Regions from separate parts of the Gasterosteus aculeatus genome. Here region 1 is linked to region 2. The links are chromatin contacts, called in public Hi-C maps. All regions are on one chromosome and are shown on one strand. The core of a region is the stretch at or near the end of the contact, and the rest is flanking DNA. Distances in the headings are between cores, read along the strand shown. Region 1 holds the start of zbtb16a (zinc finger and BTB domain containing 16a). Region 2 overlaps zbtb16a (zinc finger and BTB domain containing 16a).

What was found. A called contact is a pair of places that touch in the nucleus more often than the background predicts.
Region 1: a contact with region 2 is called in a Hi-C map of skeletal muscle, with 10 times the contacts expected there. The contact joins the promoter of zbtb16a here to the enhancer-like site in region 2. A contact is called at or near these places in 2 of 6 Hi-C or Micro-C datasets (skeletal muscle and whole body).

The regions. Positions count from the first base shown.
Region 1 is chr7:28,161,259-28,167,116 of fGasAcu3.hap1.1, reverse strand. It overlaps zbtb16a (zinc finger and BTB domain containing 16a), which reads left to right and starts at 1,891. Exons shown (of 7, transcript XM_040181271.2): 1 at 1,891-2,361; 2 at 5,497-5,858. The coding sequence starts at 5,586.
Region 2 is chr7:28,107,136-28,113,259 of fGasAcu3.hap1.1, reverse strand. All of the region lies in intron 3 of zbtb16a (zinc finger and BTB domain containing 16a), which reads left to right. Among protein-coding and RNA genes, the nearest start is that of zbtb16a, 55 kb to the left of the region's middle. Within about 2 kb of position 2,114, at least 7 of the 9 cell types and tissues checked have open chromatin away from gene starts, as enhancers often do.

The sequences.
Region 1 (5,858 bases), core at 642-3,141, 54 kb before region 2:
CAAGCCTCACTCTTTGGCTACGAGACACCTTTTGTTATCGGTTAATATTGGTGATAATGCTAATCCTTCCCCCTCAGCGCACCGCCGCAAACCACAGTGTGCCGTCGTCCGCTGCTGATTGACGGAAGCCACTGAGTGACGCGTTGCAGACACCGGACGGCCTCCCTCAGATGGGCTGCTCAGGCCCGACTTGTCCGTTGCTTCTATTTGATCAGCCTCATAGTCTGTGGAGTGTTGATGTGAGCCTCCGGCTGCGAGGTGACTGAACTCGTCCTCCTGGACGATGACTCCATCCCAGCTCGAGGGTCTTACTGCGGCTGGGTTGAACAGGTCGTCCTTGCACCATTTGGCAAGGCTCCTCACGTAAGGTGCTCTGCAACCCTCAGTTGTTGGATGTGCTTTACCTGCTGTTTTATTTCCAGTCAGTCAGTGGTAGGTACGTTTCATTTTAATAAGTAAATATCATATAAAATATCCAATCTGTTATTTCTATACGAGCAGGCATATGTCAACCCGCTGGTGGCTTAATACTAAAGCGAGGGATCAAAGAAATCATTAGGATGCATCTTCTAGAAGACAAAAAAGGTTTGTGCCAGTGTGTCAAAATCTTTGATGGGCTTCACAAAAAGATTTAAAAACAAAGTCAAAAGCGAGCATGCATGTCTGTACAAACAAGACAGAAATGCACACACACATTGTGGTGATATTCTCCTCTTCCTTCTCCTGCTTCAGCCATGATTTTACAATCAAACCGAGACAAACAAAGTGCTTAAATGCAGAATAATTTATATTTCAGACTTTGCAAACAAAGACAAAGTAAGAGTTTTCCAGGAGCACTTAAAGAAATAACATCAATAGGAATAAAATATTGTGAAATGAAACCATCAGTACGAGATGGCTCCCAGTCAGTAATCGTCATTAAGACAAAAGTATCAATCAAGTTTCCTTTCAGAGAAGCTCTAAAGTATGCTTTTACCATAAAAGACTCCAGGAGGTATGTCAGGCCAAACTATAATGAGGTGTACCATCCACTGCGCAGCAGAAACAAAGCAACAGAAAAATGATTGCTATGCTAAGAAACAATTAAGGCCTCTTAATGCACCGCGAAAGCATTCGCCTGAGAGTCGTTCACCATATCGATCATCGACGACATCTTTTTACCGCATAAGAAAAAAGGGGCCACTGGTTCCCATGTGCAGTTTATTTAGTTTCATGGCCTTTCTTCAAATTAGTGTCAGTATCTTAAAAGCAGACCGCTCCTGCAAGTTTTTTTTTTAAATCTTTTAAATCAATTGCATTATAATTAATTTTATTTCTTTGTGTGCTTTTTTGCTTGTAATCTAGTTCACACACAATTGACACTAAGGAATGAAAAATATGCATCCTTTTAACCTTTGGTATATGAACATTGTGCGTTTGTTTGACGAACGACACGCATGTACGATATATCAAAAGTTAAATGTACACATCGAATCTGCTCTCTGAGGTTTTTGTCTTTCTTTTGCATAATGTCTAATTGAATATGTAACGTTTATATTGATATATAATAGTTTGATTAGTAAAAGAAGAATACTTAATACTAGATCTTTTATAAAATGATATTATTAAACCATTACACATTTCCGGGGTGACTTTGGTTCCTTCAGCTTTAATACATCATTGTGAACACTTGTAGCATCTCGAGGCGGCCGATTCGAACCTGTTGAGACGCAAGAACTTGGTGTGGTGTTTTCTCTCTTTTGGCATTACGATAATTTAACAGTTTTGATCAATAAAACATGCTTGCGTCAGTCTCATCACGCGGGACGTCTCAGCGCGCCTCGCGTTCACCTTTGCCGTCCTCTGCTGCCCCAAACACGGACCAAGTCGACTTTCATTGAACGATTGGAGGGAGGACAGAAAGAGAGAGAGAGAGAGGGGGGGGAGACTCTTCCCCCACATGGCCGCCGAACCCTCCCCGGCGGGAGTTTGAGCTCCACCTGCGGGCCGCGAGCGCATCCCGTCACACCTGGAAGGCGTCGCCCTGCCTGTCGTTCGGCGCACTGTAACGCAGCCGTTTGACGCGAGACAGCCCCCTAGGTGTCTCACTTCTCTCAGTGTTCAGCGCGCGCGCGCGCGTGTGTGTGTGTGTGTGCGTGTGTTTGCGCGTGTGGCTGGACCGGCCTGCTGCTCGTCTGGCTGCGTTGACGTCAGCGCTGATGTTGATTTGCTCAGGCGAGGGAAGAGAAAGGAGTTAGTGCGCGTTGAGAGAGCGGCCACTGCGAGCCGCCTTCACGATGCTGTAGCCGCGCTCCCTCCTTCCCTCCTCCTCCTCCTCCTGCTCCTCCTGCACTGTACGGAATCATTAAACGTGCAACTTGGGTGAGTACCGAATCCGGGCGAAACGCGGGCTGCAGTTTCCGCGGCGACAAGTGCCCGGAGCCGCGACTCCGCACGCGCGTGCCGCTGTTTTCTCTCTGTGTACTTTCATTCACCATGTGGATATTTGGATGCGTTTATTGCGCCGGGGATCGTTTTTTTTTCTTCCTTTTTCTTTTTTTCCTCCTTCCTCTTCTTGTTGCTTCTCCCCGTTCGACCTCACGCTGAAGTTAACAGCCGAACGCGACTTCGGCACGCGAGTTGGAACCTGCGCACCGGCGGGGCGCTGCATGGAAAACAAGTGTTTCCCCTGATTGCGCCCGCGAAGGTGTTGAAGTTTGCATTAACACACGGTATCTATTGTAGAGATGTTAAGGTTGACGTACGCCCCTCACCACCACCACACACCCCACTCACACACACACTCACACACACCGCGGTGGGTTTAGTATGCCGGGGATCGCGGCTGGAGGACGTGAGGTCTGGGCAGTTCCAACGGGAGACAGACAACACATGACGCCCCGCTCCATGTGACTTTACTGGAGAAATCGCGTTGGCTCGTTTTGAGGGGTATTGTGATCTTTTTTTTTTTTTTTTTCTAGATGTATTTTTAAACAGCGACACTGTTGCCCGTCCTCGTGTCTCCAGTTGCACCAGTGTGGCTCATTTGGCCGTGATGACATCACGCAGAGGACTGGGCACACTGGTCGTTTTTTTTTTTACTCGAAACGAACCCAAATCTTCAGCTGATTGACGGGCAGCTAAAGACGTGTGATTGGTGACCGATAATCGATTCGCAGGAGCGCGCGCGCGGCGCGAGGTGTGTGTGGGGGGCGGGAGCTGGTAACCGAAGCAATGGCAAATTGATTTGTTATCGAGACTGTCTGATCTCGCTCTCTGTGTCACTCTCCTTTTTTGTCCTCCCCTCTTCACCCTTCAGGCATCGCTCGCTCTCTCTCTCATTTCTCCCCCCCCCCCCCCCCCTCATCAGCTGTCAATGTTCCCCTTTAGCGTGTTTTCATTTGGTCACAAACAAAGTCCACCTGTGCGCCGGTCTGAGGAGAGCTGCCTTCAATCGGCGTGAGATTGTCCCAGCTGTCCGTCTCGCGTGCACTTTTAGCACGCTCAATGTCTCCCCCCCCCCCCGTCTGGTTAACGATGCTGTAGCATTTTGCTGTCCCCCACATTTGCGCGTGTCAGTGTGGAATATTGCGCGCTGCTCGTGCGCGCCGTGGCAGACGACTCGTGACCAGATTGATTGTGGAGCCTTTCCGTTGAAGTCGGCGCCAGGCGGTTGTTGTCAGCGGCCCGCGTTGGGCTCGAGCCCTCGCGGCTGAATGTAGTTGGCGTTTTGCATAATGCATAACGCGCTGTGTAATTGCTCTGGTGCGTCTGGGGGGGGTGTTCGCGCTGTCTAGACGCACGTCCCGTTTGTAAATACAGACGCGATAAAGTCCCCAAACAGGAAGTTCGCCTCGTGTCCCGCAGGGCGCAGGAGCCCCGGCTTGTGCCCACAAGTGCGCAACAAGCATCGGTCTTTTACGGGGCCGTAAACCGGCGCTATTGGCACACCTGTAATAAAGATAATGTCGGGGGTTAAACGTGACCTCTGTTGATTTGAGAGGCTGGAGCTCCGCTGGATGAGAACTTGTGGTTTTAATCTTCTAAATAGATTGCATCAATGTGCCCGAAATAAAATGAACCCAAAGCGGGCCATGCTGTGCATTTACCACGAGCCTTCAGCACAAACGACAGCTGCCAGCTTCATTCACCTCCTGCATGCGGGCATATAGGCTTTAGAGATTGCATATCTGGGAATTAGATTTACTTTAAAAAAAAAAAGGAGACTGTGTGGTGTTGCTAGAAGGCTGGTGACATTTCCTCTCCTTTTTGTCTGCGAGTTAGTATTGTTCACTAACTTATCTTTGTATTCCCTGGATTTTGGGTATTTTAAAGCCGTTTAAAAAAAATAGCCTGAACTAATTTCAGGCTTTTTGAAAATTAAAAAATATTGCCACAGCTTTGAAAATGTGTCTCATGCTGAATAAATTGAGTGGATCATTGGACACAAACTAACTCGTCCAGGATGTGGTTCAATGGAGACACTTGGCTGGAAGACATTCTGCCTGTCATTCAATGCACATGTAGTGGCAAGACTGTTTAATTCATTGCCACATTGAAGTGATAATTGTTTCAGCGCATGTCTCACTGATCATGTTAACATGGGAGTCACGGAGGAGTCATTCATTTCAAGTACATAGCGGTTAGGGGATATCATTTGATCCCTTTTTGTGCTTTTTTTTGGTGTTGCTCTGAGTCCGCTGCGGAAATGAGGTGAAGCAACATGTTGCCCTGTTAGCTTGCATACTAGAGCGATGCCCTCATTAATTTGGATATTCAACATCAGTGAGTGAAAGCAGACCAGGGCGTGCGGTGCTACAGTGTTGTTTTCTTCCGCCCGGTTCTGCTTTGCTTTCCTTTCCATCCATTTCTGGCCGCCGCTCTCTGCTCCCGTCTGTGACGGGAATACTGAGTAAGATGCTGTTTGATTTCAGAAAGGCCACTGATGGGCTTTGTGAGGAAAGGCAGCAGTGGAAAAACCACAGCTCACACTTGTTTAACTGTGTTTTCATCTCTGTCAGATAACCAAATGAAGAGCTCTTTTTAACGTAACATATGTTGGACTGATTGGTATGCAGGGGGAGCCCGTCGGACGGCTCACAAATTGTCTCTTCTGAAGTCTAGAGTCGATGCTCTCCGCTGATTTGTGTTTACCCTGCCTGCAGGATGTTTGCAGTTTGAAACTCCCACTGACTTCTCTCTCTCAAAATGAATAGCGGTGTACATGAAATACATTTGACAACCTCATGACATCTCTTATTTTATAAGATGTTAAAATACCGAATTTGTTTTTTATATGCGTTTGTGAAGGACGACTGTCAATGATCGTGCATTTATGGCATTTAATATACAATTAACATGAATTCTTTAAATCTTTGGAAAAGAATAGTGATGCTGTTCTTGGAGTTAAGAGCTTAAATACTTGGGGATTTTTCCTGCACAACATTTTTACTTTTGCTTCAGAATTTAACACAACTGATTTTTTTTTTTCTTTTTCATTCTGTTTTTTTTCTCCAGGTTTCGTCTTGTTCACAAAGTTGGCTAAAAACACTGCTGAACGGGGAAGGCCAGCCTCATGAGTCGGCCTCGTGGATTGCATCGGTATAATGGATTTGTCTAAAATGGGTATGATACAGCTCCAAAACCCCAACCACCCCACTGCCCTGCTGCAGAAGGCCAACCAGATGCGCCTGGCCGGGACCCTGTGTGATGTGGTCATCATGGTAGACAACCAGGAGTTCCACGCTCACCGGACTGTGCTCGCCTGCACAAGCAAAATGTTTGAGATCCTCTTTCATCGCAGCAGTCAGCATTACACCCTGGACTTTCTCTCACCAAAGACTTTTCAGCAGATTTTGGAGTACGCTTACACTGCCACG
Region 2 (6,124 bases), core at 865-3,364:
TGATCTCTGTCATGCAAGAGCACGCTCACACGCACACGGCATGTGTCCGCTGTTTCCGTACATTAACACCGAGTGACAGATGGAGTGGATAAACAGCAGTAGCTCACGCTTCAGTACCATAACATCACTCCCTCCCTGCAACCTAAAGCCCCCCCCCCCCTGCGCGCCTCCTGTAATACTTCCCCTGACCTGTTGATTTACTGCTCCAAGCAGCGCTGGGATTATGCAGCTGGACAAATCTCAACCGGGTTACGTTACACCGGAGGGGGGGGGGGCAAATCGGGGACAGGACAAGTCGAGTTAGAGGTGACACAGCGCGGGTGGGGGGGGGGGTCAACTTGTAATACTGTTGCATCAGCCATCGCTGTCAGGCTGATGTTTTTTATTTCCCTACCAGAGACGGGAGCAAGGTGGGATGAGATGGGAGGGGGGGCGGGGGGGGGGGGGGGGGGGGGGGGGGGCGCTTGTTAGGCCGCTGCCCTGAGCAAATGTGACTTCGTTGGAAACGCGTTACTCTGAACAGCTGCCCCTCTTTGCCAGAACGCGGTGTACCTGTGCCTCGGGCTTCTCGGAAAAAGCAGCGTTCTTAAAGGAATAGAGCGTAAAAATAGCCGGAGAGCCGCGCGCCGCCGCCGCCGCCTCCGGGCCCACGTCCCGGCGTCTGGAGGCCCACTCTGTCTCGATGGCCGCTCGCGTTAAACGTCATTTTTGCTCGGCGCGGTTCTGCCCGATGTAGCGGTGACTGCTTTTGCTGGAGGCCACGTAGGTATTTGCCCCGCTGAAAGATCCGTCGCCAGCAGTGAACGTCTCACTGAGTAATACGAGTGACAAGTCAGGGTTTGCCGTTTAGATGAGATTAAAAAGGAGCTGATGTATTGTGAGGCTCTTTTTTTTTTTTTTAAGGTGAGGCCGGCTGGCTGGCTCGTCCGTCTGTCCAGCCATTTATCTTTAGAATGCAGGAACGTTTTTCTTCTGAAAGGAGATTTAAGAAGCCCAATACAAGCGATTGCGTTGAGTTACGCAAGCCGGCAGGGCGGCAGTTAACAAGGACTTTGGCTGTGTATGCACAAGATAAACACAAATCTAATGGGCTTTGAAATATTCACATCCAGGCTCACTGGAGCTGTGTTTGCCAAACCTACTTTTTTTTTTTACAAATAACAAACCATGTCTTTTGCAACAAGCCACAGTTTTGAATGGGGGGGATATAGTCTACGCCGGTGGAAGTAGTAGCAGAGCAGCATGTCGAAAATAAACACAATAAAAGATGCCGAGGCTGTTTTGCTGCCTCTTTTTCACCCTAAAATCCAACTCCTTATATACATTATGCCGCCGGGTTTTGGTTCAGAGTAAGAAAGGAAGGCCGAGGTAATGGCGGATCTTCTACTTCTACCCTTTTTTTATGGGGAGGTGTGGACTCATTCAATGAGAACAAGTGTCCAAAACGTTTGACTGCTACTATTCGTCGACATTAAGGAAACACTACCGTATTTAGAATAGTTCGGGCGAGCCAAAAGGTGCTGAAGTGAGAAATCCACGAAATAGAGCTAATAACATAATCCCACCAGTAATCACCTTTATGTCAAAAAAAAAAAAAAAACTCCCACAGATTAGTTTGTAATCAAATTACTGCGGTATCGCCTGCTCTTAAAGCCTGTCAATCAAGAAGTTGGACAAAGAAACTCTAAGCTGACCCTTTAACCCTCTCTATTTTCAGACTAGGAGAAAAAACCCGAGGACTTGATCTTGTTGCTTTTATTACAGGGATATTGCAGCTTTGAATCCTTTCGGTTGCTAAGTAGCGAGTGCCCCTGTGCTCCCTTAATGGGCCTGATTTGGTATTCCGCTCTGATGCCAAGTCTTATTTTTGTATGCGAGACAAAGTGTTTTGATGGAGGGTGATTGCTGCAACGTCTGTGTGTCTACCAAAGGCTGTTTTTTTCTTTTTTTGTCGGAGTGAGAGTTTTATGGCCTCTCACTGTACAGTACACTTTGTGCCTTCTGCTCAAAACAAGAACACAGTCGATTGAATTTTGGATTCGCTTCATCATCCCTCCCTCCTCCCTGCAGCTTTGTTGTCAGCGAGCAGCATGTGTGTGTATGTGGCAGAGAGCGAGGCGCTGTGAGTGCTCGCTGTGTGTACTTGATGCATGTGACTGAGTAGGTGTGTGTGTGTGTGTGTTTGTGGGGAAAGTCAATTATTGCAAAAGGCTGCCAATTAATTTGCTCTACTGGAAACTTGAATGATACTGAACAAACGTGTACACATGAATCAAACACACACGCACACTCTCCATTAACTTGAAAGGACGTGAAAAGATGCTTTTTGCTGCAGACATTTGTTTGTAATGTTTATTTTTTTCAACTAAATGACTCATGAGCATAGATGGTCGTGAATCCTCCATGCAGCTGAACCGGGCACAACAACAAGTCTTTGTTTCAGGTAATCGGCAAGCGTCATCATCCCCGCGATTCTAACCGTATCCCCCTGCTAAGAAATCTCTCCTTTTTTTATCGTCTCCAAAACACTAGTTGTGTTTAAAATCGTATAAAGGCGTATAAATGTGACCGTGACACTCATCTGGCCTTTTAATGCAGGACAGAAACAAACTAGGACATGTTTCTCCAAATACTCCCCGGTGTGGTTGGGCTTTTTGAGAAATAAAAAGGAAACCTCAGTTTACCGAGGAAGAGCTGAGCTTATTAAAAGACTGAAAAGCGTGCGTGTGAGTGTGGGTGCTGGCAAGGTCCAGTTGTGCAGTGTTCTGTATAGCAATTAGTGGTGTTGACCACATTCAGAGGAGGTGCTGCCATGTGTGTCTGGAGAGCACATTTGAGTTGGGTTGTTGTTCTCTGCTTTCCTTTTAATATATAATCGCACTAGATATTCACGTGCATCACGGAAGTTCTCCATCGCACTTTTTGCCACTTGAAGTTTGTGTGTGTCCACGAGACAGAGTTTCTCAATGCATTGCAAACATCCCCCCTCCTCCCGAAATAAAGGGGAAATAAAGCAGCGGCTGTGATGAGGTGGGTAGTACAGGGGGGGGGGGGAGATAAGGTTGTGAGAGCGGGAGGCTAAATTTAAATCGTAATTGGCCGACTTCCACAAGCTTGTGGGCATTTTAATGAGTCATAATAACTTCATTTAAAACCAGCTGAGCAGAAAATAGATTGGAGAGGAGCCTGTGGCTAGTATGGATTTGTGTTGCATCGTGCGTGTGTGTGTGTGTGTGTGTGTGTGTGTGTGTGTGTGTGTGTGTGTGTGTGTGTGTGTGTGTGTGTGTGTGTGTGTGTGTGTGTGTGTGTGTGTGTGTGTGTGTGTGTGCACCCCCGTTTTGAGCTCAACTCTAAAAGCTACGTGCACACACACACACACACACACACGCAGTGCAGAAACTAGCTGGTGCGACATTTATCTGACTTGCAGAATAACACAGAGCTGCTTTACACGCAGTGTTTGAAGGACCGTAATGACACAACCAACACCTCTCAGGTGCCACGACAGAGTTGGTTGGACGCAATAAATTTCTGCAGGGCTCTGAATGCTCAGTGTGGCCTTGGAAATGGATCCGCAAAAGAGCATAAATGTGGAAGAAAAATGAAATTCCAAAACGTGGTCACCTGCTCCAGTCATTGTGTGCTGTTTTATATGCTGTACCTGTTGGAATGGGACCAGTTACACCTTCATTAACCTTTTATCAGAAATATCACATGAGGTTTGTTTACTTCACCCAATTCCCGACATACTTTTGCTACACCCTCTTGGGAAAAAAAAACAGTGAAACTTTATTTTAAATGCATTCCTTCCAGGATTGCGGTTGGAACGGGATTATTGGATTGAAACCAAACTGTCACATAACTTTGTTTGGTGTAGTTTTTGGTTGGAAGTGGATGCTTGGTGGTGGAGGGGGGATCGGTTCCTTCGGTGAGTTAAGGCGCCAGTCGGTCCATCTACATCCCGTCCTTTTCATAGCAGCTGTACAGTTGCGGAGGGTGTCTTGAGGGTTAAAACGTAGCACGTAGCCGCCACGTAAAATCACAGCGTGCTGTGACAATCCTCCTTGTGAATTGTCATGCAGGAGAAAGTAAAACCACTTTTCCTGCTTGAGAAAAAGCCTCCCGGTTCTCCCTCCCTCTTGCTCCAACACTAAAACATTGTTCCGGTAACGATGTAACGATGCATCACGCTATTGGATGTTTCACTGCCCCTCCTGTAATGAGCCACAGGTATGCACTGACATGGGCAGGAATGGAAGTCAGCCGTTCCCATTTGACGGCTCTTTTGTTGTGTGTAGACAGTGTGTAGCGTGTGTGTGTGCGCAGTGCGGTTGTACGTGAGCACAGGCCTTTGCTTCAGTGTCCCAACCAACAGCTTCACTGTCAGATTATTGGCCCGGGTCCATAGGGCTTCAATGCAAAATGCTTATTGTGTCAGGTGAGTGGGTAGTTATTGATTACACGCGTCATTTTATTCTCCTGGTACAGCGCGATCTTTAGGTTGCCTGCTCTTGTTATTTAGTGAAATAAGACTTTGACTGGATGCTTTTGGCGGTTCGTTCCGCTCTGGCATTCCAAACGATGTTTGTTATTTCAATGAAATGTCAGTCTGGCTTTTCTTTCCTAAAGGATCTGGTTTCTGTAACACAATCCCAAGTGGGAAAACAGAGTGGGACGGATTGTTTGTGACACAAATGGTAATAAAAGTAAATATTCTCTCAGGCTCAACCTTTTATTGCATTATGTAACTTGGCCAATAGCTCTGGGAAAGTTTTTAGATCAATTTCGCAGCGCCGATTAGAAAGCTATGAATCCCATTTATGGAGGAGCTCCCTCGTGAAACGCTCTTTGAAACTTTTATATTTTCGGATGAAGAGAGAATGAACCCGGCTAAGCAAAGATCTGCCGACGGCACTTTCATGTGCGGGGGGGATGCAAGTGAAAGGAGACAGAGCGAGCGAGGCAGAGGGAGAAGATAAAAGCACTTCCAAAGCCATCTGGAAGTAGCCAGGACTCACAAGGATCGCTTTCTTGCTACTAATTCCACCGGGAGGTGCGACATAAAAGCAAAGCATGGATGTTGTGTTATAACTGTTGAAAACAAGCAAGTGGCCGTGGAATACTAAGTATTTCACGGCTGGTCAGAGGGAAAGCACTTCAATCCGGGGGTGAAAAGGCTTTTTGGATGCCCCCCCCCCACCCAGCCTCCCTGAGATAGGGGGGTATTGATTTGAAACTATTTGACTATCTGCCAGACAGTTTGTCTGCACCACTCGTGTAGAGTTTGATCGGATGATGACTGTGGTTACACGATATTTGTGCAAACTTAGTGGAATCCAGTTGCGATGTTTTCTTCTTCTTCTTCTTCTTTGGCAGGATTCAGGATCTAGGTTCTCATCTCGTCATAATTTTATTTCGGTTTTGAGGACTTTTTTTCGAAAGTTAATTGATGGGATTTGGGATAAACCAGCAGATTTTAACAGCCCTACAGCCCCTAAAAAAATCAATCGAATCAATCAAAGTCTATGCATGGATCCCACATCCAGTCATCCTATCAGGTTGGTACTTGGTATCGTCCGATAGGCAAGTTCAATGATATGATTTGGTATGACGACGCACCTCACAGTACATGTTGACACATAACCAGTTTGCTTGATTAACTGGTTTAAAAGAGAGTTGCATGTCAATGGAAGTTTCCAAAAGAGCCTTTTGCTCAATGGTGCTTCCTCTAAATATGCGACACACATTTCTGTGGGTTAAACTGCAAGACAAAGAGTGCAAAGGCAAGTCGGGCGCAGCCGGCATGAAGGCAGCGTACAGCGTCAATACAGATGTTTCTGTCAAACTGTCACCCACTCTGAGGCTTGCACAAGCCTGCAAAATGTTGCGTAACACCCTATGTAATATCCATGATGTTTCCATCAGTTTGGTGGCATAAATCTGCTCCTTGAACATCAAAACCTAGACCAGGCTGAAAAAAAAAATAGAAAGGGTCCCGCCCCCCCTCCCCCCTTGTCACATTTGCTGCCTGTGGAACAAAGATCATTAAAGTTTCATCTTTGCCGACGTTAGAGCTGCAGGAGATGACACTACACTCAGTGACTAACTGGTATGTTACAATCCA